Regions from separate parts of the Mus musculus genome. Here region 1 is linked to region 2. The links are chromatin contacts, called in public Hi-C maps. All regions are on one chromosome and are shown on one strand. Each heading gives the region's core, a stretch centred on a gene start, on an enhancer-like site or on the middle of the called end of the contact. The rest is flanking DNA. Distances are from core to core; before and after follow the strand shown.

Region 1 (5,856 bases), core at 2,994-5,493, 230 kb after region 2:
CTGACTATCCTGGAAGTCACTATATAATCCTGGCTGCGAGTCTCAAATTCACAGAAATCTACCTGCCTCTGCCTCCTAAATGCTGAGACTAAAGGCATGTGCCTCCACACCTAGCTCCTATTGACTTTCTGGGTGCAGTATTGCCTTCACAGAGTCTAATATCAGTTAGATTTTGTCCTGTAGGTGACTAAACTTTTCTATCTGGAGTCTTCTAGAACACACACATGTGCATATGCATGTGTGTATGTGTGTGTGTGTGGTGGGGAATTTGTACTTGTGTGCATGCAGGTGTACATGCACATATATGCCTGTTGAGGCCAGAAGTCAACACCGGGTATCTTCCTTGATTACTTTTCCATCTTATTGTTTGAGACAGAGTCTCTCACTGAAGAGCTCACCAGTTTGGCTGGAAGGGCTGGCCAGTGAGCTCCTGGGAGGGACCTGCCACGCTCTTGTCTCTTCAGTGCAGGAAATCACAGACATAGGAAGACATGGTTACAAGGTCCTCATGATTGTATAGCGGCACTTTGCCCACTGAGCCATGTCCCCAGCCCCATATTTTTATTTCTTTTTGATAGTCTCACAGTTCATTCTAAGAGTTTATGTATCTTTTTCTCTCCAGTTTGACATTTAATGATGCTTTTAAACTGCCACATTTTATCTGGCTTTTGTACACATTTGTCTTTATTATTCACTTAAGTGTTTCCTCCTATTTGTAATATTTTTTCTTTTCAGGACTTCTATTAACTAGATGGTAGAATGTGTGCATTGTTCTCCAAACCTCTTAGTGGTCTCTCTCTTTACTCTTCCCTCTTAGCGTCTAAAAGGTGGACTCAGTCAGATACTTCAATTCATATTTTACCTGAGTCTAAAACCTTTATTTATCTTATCTATTTCATTGTTACTTTAAACCCTTTTATCTGGGCTTAATATATTTCTGCTGGGTTTTAGTTTCTTATTTTTTCACGTGGTACTGATATTTTTCCTTACCTCTGTAAGTCAAGTTAGCATATCTAATTAAGATGCTATTCTAATAAACTGTACTAGATAATCAATGACACATCAACTGTGTTCTTTGTTTCAGAGTAGCTTTATTCCTTGGGGCATGGATAGATACTCCATCCTTTAAGCCCATTCTCTCTTCAGGTTGACAGGCTCTCCTTCTGGTAGTGTATGTGGTCGAGAAAGACCAAATGCAGATGAAAGGGGCCAGGCAATGAGTTCTCTGTACCAACATAGGGAGAAAGAGTAGACTTCAAAACCCTCATCCAGCCTGGGCTATCCCTTTAATACTGTTTTGTCTAGCTGTTTATTTCAATAAGAATAACTCTGGCCTCACTGAGCAAATTGAAAACTTTATTTCCTTTTGCCGCTTCTGTTTCTTGAAAGACATTGTATAAAACTAATGAGAGTTCACCTTCAAGCTCTCAATCTGTTCTCACTAGCGAAGACATCTGAGCCCGGAGACTCTTGTTAATGTGGGATTTTTAACTACAAAATAAACTTTGAAAAAAATAGCTATCATACTCTACACATTATATTATTTTAGTTTGGGGGACATCTAGGAAATGGTGGTATTCAAGGAATGGTCCTCTTCTTTAAGTCACTGAACGTATTTATAGAGTAGTCACACTAGTGAACAGGGCACAGATACATGGCCACCCTTTTTTGAGAGTAGTGAATCCTCTTGAACAGTATAACTATTTACTGTAGATTATACTAATTGGTTCTCAATCTATGAGTTGTAACCCCTTTGCGGTCATATATCAGATATCCTGCATATCAAACATTTACATTACAAATCCTAACAGGCAAAATCACAGTCAGGAAGTAGCAATGGAAATCACTTTATGGTTAGGGGTCCCTACAATATGACACACTGTACTAAAGGGTCAAAGCATCAGGAAGGTTGGGAAGCATCCCTGAAAGATGATCTTATAAATGCTACAGAAAAATCTCACATGTCACTAGTCACAGGATTTTATTTGGCCCATTTTAAATTGTGTCATTGCACATGTCTCAGAGAATCTAATTTTGTGTTCTCTGTTATTATCATAGGGGATGGATACTATCACTCATGTGACACTAAACATCTAATAAATATTGATGGGGCACCTATTTCGTGTCAGGCTCCGTTCTAAATGCTAAGGATAGTGGTAAGAAACAAGTCAGATGCATATCCCTGTGAATTTTAATAATAAAAGATTTCTTTTGCTGGCTTACATGATATAATTGAAATAGTTCAACAATGGCTGCCTCTCACTGGAGAGGTTGAGACTGTATAATTTTGTTTTTTTAAGATTTATTGATTTATATGAGCACACTGTAGCTGTTTTCAAACACCAGAAGAGAGATCAGATCTCATTACAGGTGGCTGTAAGCCACCATGTGGTTGCTGGGAATTGAACTCAAAACCTCTGGAAGAAGAGTCAGTGCTCTTAACCACTGAACCATCTCTCCAGCCCTGTATAAATTTTTACTCAAGGAGTGGAGGCACAGAAAAACACAGTCCCACCGGGTGTGGTGGCACATGCCTTTGATCCCAGCACTCGGGAGGCAGAGGCAGGTGGATTTCTGAGTTCAAGGCCAGCCTGGTCTACAAAGTGAGTTCCAGGACAACCAGGGCTACACAGAGAAACCCTGTCTCGAAAAACCAAAAATAAAAAACAAAAAACCAAAAACAAACAAACAAAAAAAAAACCCCACACATTCCCATCTCCAAAGGGAAAATTTAAGTAATGCTACATATACAAAGATAGAGAAGGGTATCTACTGGCTTCAGAAGAAGGTCCCTCTTCGTACGCAGCATGATTCAGTCACTGTTATCACATCCATCCAACACAGTGCTAATTAGTTAGGTAAATCTTCAGTTTTCCAATTGGTCTGTGCTTCTCCACATGCCGGCAATACCGTCCTCTACCGGTATGTGGCTGATCTCTGTCAGTTCCTAAAGTAAGAAAGCTTGCTGATCAGCACTTGTCAAATTCTACTCCGTTCTAGAACCCCACCTCTCAGCCCCTCTTCAGCAGCTCCCATGTTCACTGCCCTTCACACCCACTTTGATGCCCTTCTAACCTCCCATCTTGGTCTCAGAGCTTGAAGTCATATTTGTTTTCCCATAAGACCATGAGCCACTTGTAAGACGTCTTTTCTCCTTCTATGTTTTCCCATCTCTTAGCCTGGCATTTAGAAATCAAGGGACATTTTCCTATATGTCTTTTAAGTGAGTAACAAGACAACAAGCTAGTAAATTTGAAGATTATCTGAGAAAATTGAAGTGATGGATTAAGCTCCTATGGGCTAGGCTCTATCCACAGCCTCTGTCTGCACCCCAAAATCTTATCAGCTACTTTGCAAATACGAGCCATTAATTTTAACATAGTTAAAATTAATTCTGTGGAGAAAAACAATACTTTATTCTGCATTTACTGAGAAAACTGCTGTGGCTGTTCGCTGAGGGGCATGCTGACGTCACAGCTTCAGCCCTGATGCTGAGTCCATCAGAGTGGACAGTGGGCAGAGGCTCTCTAGAGCTATTAAATCTGATCATTTTAAAGGCTGGACCCAAGGACACAAAACAAAAGAGGGCTGGGAATGGACAGAGAAGCGTCTCCCACTCCCCACTGGCACAGAGCCATCTGATTGCCCTGTGTGTCATCATGAAGATAGCCACTCACCACTCAGCAGGCAGCCTTTGATGCCCAATACAAACCAATTTCTGAGCAATTCTTCTGGTGAATGCCCTGGGCCTGTGGATCTCACAGTTACATCTAGAAATACTTAACCATAAGACACTTCACTGTGGCAATCATTTGGCTTTGTTTTCCTTCTAACTTGGTAATAGCCATAGCCCGTGCTTAAAAAAAAAAAAAAAAAAAAAAAAAAAAGGCTACCCTATCCACCCAGGCTCCAGTTACTGCACCAGGAGGAAGGAGAGAGAGCCTTCTAGGTATGTGCTTGGTCTAAAATAATTATTAGAATGATCAGGGTTAAAGGTAGATACCTGATTAGATTAAATGGCATCCAGAGAGCTAAGGATCGGCCCTGGTAGTCTTCTAAAACATATGAATTCCAGATCAATTGGAACATGAATGTGTTTTTATGATTTTTAGCTGAGTCAAAGTCCAATACCACCAAAGCAGTAGGGTGAAATCGCAAAGACTAGAATACAAGGCTTAAGCTCAAGGCCAAATATCCCCTCTTCTTTCCATCCCACCCCAAACAGAAAGATGGGGTGCTCAGGATGTTCTTCTTAGAGACAAAAGATTATGAGAGGGAGAGAGAGAGAGGGAGAGAGAGAGAGAGAGAGAGAGAGAGAGAGAGAGAGAGAGAGAGAGAGAGAGAGAGAACAGGAAAGTGTATGTGTGTGTGTATGTGTGTGTGTTTAAGAAGGAGAGGAGAAAAATTAATTCTGTTATTCGCCCAGTCATGTGGATCTAAGCAGGGAGAGCTGGCCAAGAGGCCTCAGGTCACCATCTCATTTACCATTTCTAACTCTTGGCTTCCGAGAAGAGAAAAATGCAAACTGAAAACAGCTCTATGTGAATGAAGCTCTTTAGTCAGATACTGAGTCCTGAGACTGTCTCCCTGCTCGACTTGGTAGACCTGGGATGGAGCACAGGAATCTGAAGGATAAGGAAATCCGTAACTTGAGAGCCCTCAGCAAGCCTTTGCTTTCTCTCATCACATTAAAGGGACAAGTGTGTTAATGGAGGACTAGTGACTCTGAGACAAACTTGGGATGCTTTCGAGGCTGGCGCAAGATGGCAAGAAGCTTCATGTGGAATCTTCTCCAAGTTCCCAGGGAATGAAAAATCCCAGGTTGCTGCTTCTGATAGTCTGCAGAAGCAAAGTGCTTCGTGATTGCCTTTCCACTAATGCCATAGACTAAATTACAGTAAATTGAATCTATTAACAACCAGATGGCCTTGTAATTTGTCAAGGGTAAGGCAAGTGCGCCCAGCAACCATGCATCAACCTCCCACACACTTGGATAGTGCTTCCACCTTCCAGCTAACTATAGGAGCCCAGAAAGCAGGGCATATGGTCCTCCCTCTCCCAACCTTCATCTGAGACCTTTATCCCATCCATCTTTGACACTCCTTAGACACTTATCTCTTCAGTTGATCTTATTCTTATCTCCCAGCTTTAAAGATGAGTGAATGCCTCTTTTATGACAGCATCTTAGATACTTAAAATTCCTCTTCCTCAGAACAAGTCATCTCAATATATTATATGTGCTTACATTATGTCTAACTTTAGAAAAACTAAGAGTGGATCTGAACCCCCTTCAAGTATCTATAACATACATTCTAGTAGTTATCAACGAAGAAGGGGTTTATATAAAATTGTTTACTTCTCTATTCTCAAAATGGATTTGGTTTTATATACGTATTTGAGTGATGTTACTGTGGTGAGTTTTGAGAAAAGTTTTTTTGTGGGGGAATCCATGGACAACTGAGACATGCAGATTTCTGTCTCCCCAAGAAAATGGGCTGGTTTAATGATGATCTCTTCCTTTGGGAGAAACAGTGAACAAGGAAGCAATAGGCTGGATGCCAAGCACATTATATGCTGATCTAAAAGGAAGACCACAGACAGTGAGAGAGGGAAAGGCAAGTAGGCACATTGGTTGCTCCGGAGACCAGGGTCAATAATAGCCTAGATGACCAGAAATAAGGCCAGTGTTCCCAAAGCAACACAGAGAGGAGACAGTCATTCATGTCTGTTCTCTGAAATGAATGGAAACCTCAGGGACAGGTGAGACGTGAGCTTTCATGATGTCTAGGACATGCTGGAGATACAATTCAATAGCTTTAATAAAGCTACTACAAAAGTCACTTTTGATGGGAAAAC
Region 2 (5,879 bases), core at 2,589-5,088:
GACAAGTGCAAATGCTTGACCCCAGGAAACCCCAATCCATCTGCTCATGGCTGCCAAAGATAGAATTTCTGACGAGCTAGGACCTGCTTCTCTGCCAAGAGACTTCATCGAGATGCCAAGGGAGGATCAGCTTCCTGTTTGGATGGGTCTGAGCTTCTGGGGCTTACTCAAGAGGCTTCTTCTCATGCAGCCACAGCACACACTCGGACATCCCTTGCCCTGAAGGGAGACCCTGGCCATACAGAAATCGAGGACCAGGCTCCCTGACTGTATGCTAGGGGATGTCACTGTCGCACTGAAGACCTATGCTATGCTTGGTCCTGCCTCACACCATGCGGGAGTTTCTATGAGTTTTTAAAAGGCAGCTGTCATGCTTGCTCCTCTGAGCTTTCAGATTTGATGGCTGGCCTGGCAGGGTTCCCATTTGGAAACCTGGAAGGACTTACCATCACTCAGAACCGGGCACCTTTCAGATCACTGTTTGTTTTCAAAGAAGACTTCCCGAGGATGTGAAACCCTTTGTTCTTCTTATAAAACTACCCAGACTCTCCCCATCCTCACTATGGAAAGACAGCACTATGAATTTAAATAAATCCACATGCTATAAGATGATGGGGGATCGGGAAAATATGAGCTCTCCTTGTTTTGACCCCCAAATACAAAATCCACCCCCCTCTCCTCTCCCTCTCTGATTGAAAATAAGAGTAGGTAAAATGTTATGGACATTTTGAGCCTACAAAATGAAACCTGCAAAGAAGATTCTTTGAAAGTGGGTAAAGAGTCCCACAAGCTTCCTTAGTTTGAGAGTTGCAGAAGGAAGAGAGCAGACTCCATGTGCCTGCCACGATTATAATGTGGTAAGACTGCTATTCTTGTGTGGCTCATTAACTAGCTTTAAAGATAATTCCAGGAGAAGTTCAAAGGATATATTGAGCAGTGGGAGAATCAGCCAAGGCATTACTTTGAATGACAGCTTTCCCTGGGTTTCCTGTAAAAAGTTAATCACATTGCATATGCAAGTAGACACCCCCAGGTGTACTGTCTAGCTTCATTCATTAATGATATTCATTTATGGCTTTTCTGAGCCCTTACCCAGTGTATCCCACCATGTCACGTGCTATGGGGCAGACAGCAAACATGGTCCTGTTCGTCTGACCCTTCGATCTTCTCAGAGGGGTTAGGTTGGAAAAGCACAAAACATATGACTGACATGGCAAGACTGAATTTGTCAAAATAATTCACCACACCTCAGAAACGAATGTCAAACTGCATTTTGCATCAGCTACCAGAACCACCTCTCCATTTTTTCTCCCCCCATAGTATCTGCCTGTCCAAATCAGTTTCTCGGTGTGAGAGGGTTCTGGGTCCACTCTATGAGAGAATGTCTGGAGGGTGGAGTTCTCTTCTTTGACTTTGTATTCTCTCTTTTATGCCATTCGGGCTTTAGCATCTTGCAAAAGGTTCTCTGGTGTGTCTAGGTTGCTATGGGGACCAATAACATCCTTAAAAACAGTAGTGGAAGGAGTTACAGAGACAAAGTTTGGAGCTGTGATGAAAGGATGGACCATCTAGAGACTGCCATATCTGGGGATCCATCCCATAACCAGCTTCCAAACGCTGACACCATTGCATACACTAGCAAGATTTTGCTGAAAGGACCCAGATATAGCTGTCTCTTGTGAGGCTATGCCGGGGCCTAGCAAAGACAGAAGTGGATGCTCACAGTCAGCTATAGGATGGATCACAGGGCTCCCAATGGAGGAGCTAGAGAAAGTACCCAAGAAGCTAAAGGGATCTGCAAGCCTATAGGTGGAACAACAATATGAACTAACCAGTAACCCCCTGGAGCTTGTGTCTCTAGCTGCATATGAATCACTGGAAAAAGTGGCCCATTAGTCGTGCAAACTTTATATGCCCCAGTACAGGGGAACGACAGGGCCAAGAAGTAGGAGTGGGTGGGTGGGGGAGTGGGTGGGGGAGCGTGTGGGGGACTTTTGGGATAGCATTGGAAATGTAAATGAAATAAAACCCAATTTAAAAATAAAGGAAAAAAAAACAGTAGCTGACCCTGGAAGGAGAAGTAAGAGGGGGAAAGAAAATGAATGGAAGGATAAAAGGCAGAACCTACCAGAGATAAGAATCAGAGTTATTTCCCAAAGAGGAAAGACAGTAGAAAATAAGGGATTTGGGAGTGGTACACTTTTCTCCTCTCTAGATTCATGGCTCTAGAAATCCACCCTGGCCTCTCAGTCTCCAGCCTTGCATCCTCCTGGTCATTTTACAAACCATCATTCAGAATTCTAACTTTATCCTGCTTCTCAGAACTCTCTGTGGGTTACCACGGAGGCAAGCAAAGTCCAAGCTCCCAACTTTGACCACTCATTATCCATACAAATTCCCTGCACCGTCTGCCCATTGCTGGACTTTTGAAACTTGTAGTTACCTAAATGCATTGTGTTCTTGGCCAAGCCTTCTCTTTTGCCTAGACTGCATTCCCTATCCACCCAAGGAACTCACCCACTCACCAGCTCCCTGCAGACTTTACCCCCTTCCCTTGACTCTTCCTCATCCCCACTGCCTATAGCACTCCCTAGTCCTTATAAAATGCCTTGTATTGTATGTTAGCTACACAATTATTGAATCTTAATTGCAAGAAGGTAAGAAGGAGGGAGGTAGAGAGGGAGGGAAGGAGGGATACAGAGGGGGAGGGGAGGGGAGGGGAGGGGAGGGGAGGGGAGGGAGGTAAAACAGGAAACAAGATTACTCCCTTTATTTTTTGGCCCAGATTAAACAAATGTTTATAACGAGTTGTCATGAATGATAGTTATATTCCTCACTTGAGACAGTTATCTGGATGAAACACTGAGTGGTGGTGGAGAGGCACATTATTTAATTTTCGAGATTCTGATATAACTACATTTCTCCCCCCTGTCCTCTCTCCAAACACTCCCATATGAGAGGCACTTCTTGACACTTGGTAGCACTACTGTGGGCAAGGGACTGGGGTGATAGCTTCAGTTCTTGGCAGGAGAGGAGAGAATTTTCTGCCCAGAAAGAACACAACTCCACTAAGGCTGTTGACCACCCTAGCCCTGGCTCCAGCATCAAAGACTGCAGAAGCCGTTCACCCTCTCTGCCAGCCACGGGGGCTGGCATCTCCTGACTGGCTCTCATTCAGGTGCCTCTCTGTAACAAGTGCAGAAAAAAAGTGGCAAAGTTCAGACCAGGTTTCCATGTGTTCTCATTCTAGCTTGGCTTTGGGGTCTCCTCACTAAGCCATGTCCTGGTGCCCTTTAGCATCCAGAGCCAGAGGCAGTAGGAGGCATGGCTAATCCTGGAGCCTCCCTCTCACTCATTGGTGGTCCAGCTGTGATGCAGTCATCTCCTTCCTCCCTGCTGGTCAGAGCATCTATCTGGGTAATGTGCTTATCTTTCTGCTCCTGTCATTTTCACCTTCTTTCCATTGCACTATTTGCACTGTTTATATTTTCTGTCTATTCTGTTTTATGGGCCCTTTCCATCCACAGCATCTATCCTGTTGCTACTGTGATCTATTTATATTCCTTGCAGTGGCTGACTTCCCTTTCCTTTTAAATCTCCTTTATCAATCTTGTTTACCTTCTCTATCAGCCCTTTCATCTTGCAATTATCTAGTTATCCATACAGCTAAACTGCCCTCCCTCTCCATCTCTGTCCTTAGCTTGTACTTGGATCTACTTGGAGCCTTCCTGCTTTATGCTTACCTCCTATTTCCTGCATTTGACCAGTGACCCCTGTTCAACTCCCTTGGGCAAGACATGCTCAGCTAGACACCCGCTGCTATAGACAGGAGATCTGAGTCCATTTACTACGAATAGCAGGAGCTGCTATGCCTTGGGTATCCTGTTCACACAAGACCCGGAGCTGGGTCTTCATTTCCTGTGTGCTGCAACATTTCTAGGCAATTTCCTCCCATGTTACCGAGGAGGGGTAGAGGCTCAGGGAGGTGAAGTGACTGGCTGAGGGTCACACAGTTAATAAGTGCAATATTGACAGCCCACTCCTAGTTATCTGCATGAGCAATGGCATTGATAATCTTTGCCTGCAGAAAAAAATGTAAAACTCATCCCTAATAGGCTTGGGAATACAGCATCTGGGGCAGCAGGTTTTCCTCCTGGTGCAGCTCTGCTGCAGCTGATAATCAAGCATGGGGCAAGAAAAGCTGATGTGTGGAATGTCAGTGCCGCAGATTCTGAAACCGTGAGATCCTATCATGAATGTGTCATAGAGGCAGTGTGGCTCTCTGCAGGGGAAAGGCCTGAATCATGGCTACCAGCCTCTGTGCCAGCCCTGCTGTCCCAAGCTCCCATCCCCAGTTCCGTGGCAGTTGCCATTCCACACAGCCATGCTGACCAAGCTTTCATATGGCGATAAAAGACACCTAGTACATGCCAAAGGATGGCACCCCAAGATTCCATGGCCCAGAATAAACCATGGAGAGATCATTGATCAGCCCCCAGTGATGATTCGTATTAAATGCTAACTTGACAGAATTTAGACTTACCTGGGAGATGGGCCATTGGACATACAGGTGTGTATGTGGGTGGATTATCTTATTTGTGTTAAGTGATGTGGAAATATCCATTTCTATTATGGTCAGGAGTATTTACTGACAAGGGATGCAGGCCTTCAGAAAATAGAGAAAACAAGCAGCGTGCATTTGCTGCTCTGTGTTCCTGATTGCACATTTGATATGACCAGCTTCTTCAAGCTCCTGGAGCCTTGGCTACCACTGACCATGACGACTGTATCACTTACCTGTGAGCCTGACTAAGCCCTTTCTCCCCTGTGTTGCTTTTGTTGGGGTATTTCATCTCAACACTAGGGCAAGAAACTAAGGCAAGACTCCCTTTCAATGTGTTAGATAGCAAAGAGATTCCAGAAAGGAAATGGGATGAGATGGAAGCGAGTGGATCAGGCCAATTAGAAGTCAATCAACAATCAATCAATTAATTAATCGAGCAAGCAAGCTTGGTGAGCTAAACAGGGATCAGAAGGACAGAGAAAATCAATAAAGAAAGGAAAGCTAGCACTATATGGGGGAAGCTAGTGAGTTCTCTGAAGGCAGCCTTCTGAGTTTTCCCCTATCAGGAAGAGTTGGCCAGTGTGCATGCCCCTCCCCCATGGCCCACCTGCCGTATGGAATACATGTTTAACTCTGAGCATGGACTTTCTTCCCTAACAGATTATGGCAACAGAGCCCCCTAATCATAATACATATAGTATACAGGAATAAATTGAAACCCCCCAGGGGGCGGCTTGCTTTCTTCCCTAATCACTACAGTTTTATGCTAAGCCTTAAAGGGGTTTGTGTAGTACAGAGGCAGAAAGCCCAGTCACTTACATAGAACAAGGCAGTGAAGAGTTAGGAACACATCCCAGCACTGACTGGGAGCACGGACGGGGTGGGGGAGGGGTCTTATCCTGGTATGAGAGATGAAGAAGGCTTGCTGAAGATGGTGGCATTTATGCTGGGTCTGTTAAAATACCGAAGAGAAATGCAGACATTTTAAATCAATGGACTTTAACAAGGTACAAGGATGTTCATGAAATATTCCCTAGCTTGGGGTGATGCACTGGGAATGTTGATAGAGGAGGAAGAGGAGGAAGAGGAGGAGGAGAAAGAGGAGGAGGGAAGTTGTTTTGTGTGAGGAGCTGATTTTGGGAAGTATACATTCTGCCTCCGTTGTGTCTTTGTAGCCACTGTGTTTGGCACAGCCATGGTTGGTCCTCCAAGAACACGTTCAGTTGTGTGTGATGCAATGACAGAAGTAACCATAAGGATGCAGATGCGGCTTTCTGAGGCCCAGCCAACAGTCACCGTGAAGCTGAGTGGCAAG

What was found. A called contact is a pair of places that touch in the nucleus more often than the background predicts.
Region 1: a Hi-C map of the N1E-115 cell line shows a contact between it and region 2, with 2.7 times the contacts expected there. The contact joins two enhancer-like sites. A contact is called at or near these places in 3 of 484 Hi-C or Micro-C datasets (the N1E-115 cell line, large pre-B cells and neutrophils).

What each region holds. Positions count from the first base shown.
Region 1 is chr1:159,904,453-159,910,308 of GRCm38.p6, forward strand. All of the region lies in intron 18 of Tnr (tenascin R), which reads left to right. Among named protein-coding and RNA genes, the nearest start is that of Gm31667, 120 kb to the right of the region's middle. Within about 2 kb of position 4,244, at least 4 of the 459 cell types and tissues checked have an H3K27ac peak or open chromatin away from gene starts, as enhancers often do. A contact at or near this core is called in the N1E-115 cell line, where this site is marked.
Region 2 is chr1:159,678,328-159,684,206 of GRCm38.p6, forward strand. The region is part of intron 1 of Tnr (tenascin R); the gene reads left to right. Among named protein-coding and RNA genes, the nearest start is that of Gm31348, 100 kb to the right of the region's middle. Within about 2 kb of position 3,839, at least 6 of the 459 cell types and tissues checked have an H3K27ac peak or open chromatin away from gene starts, as enhancers often do. A contact at or near this core is called in the N1E-115 cell line, where this site is marked.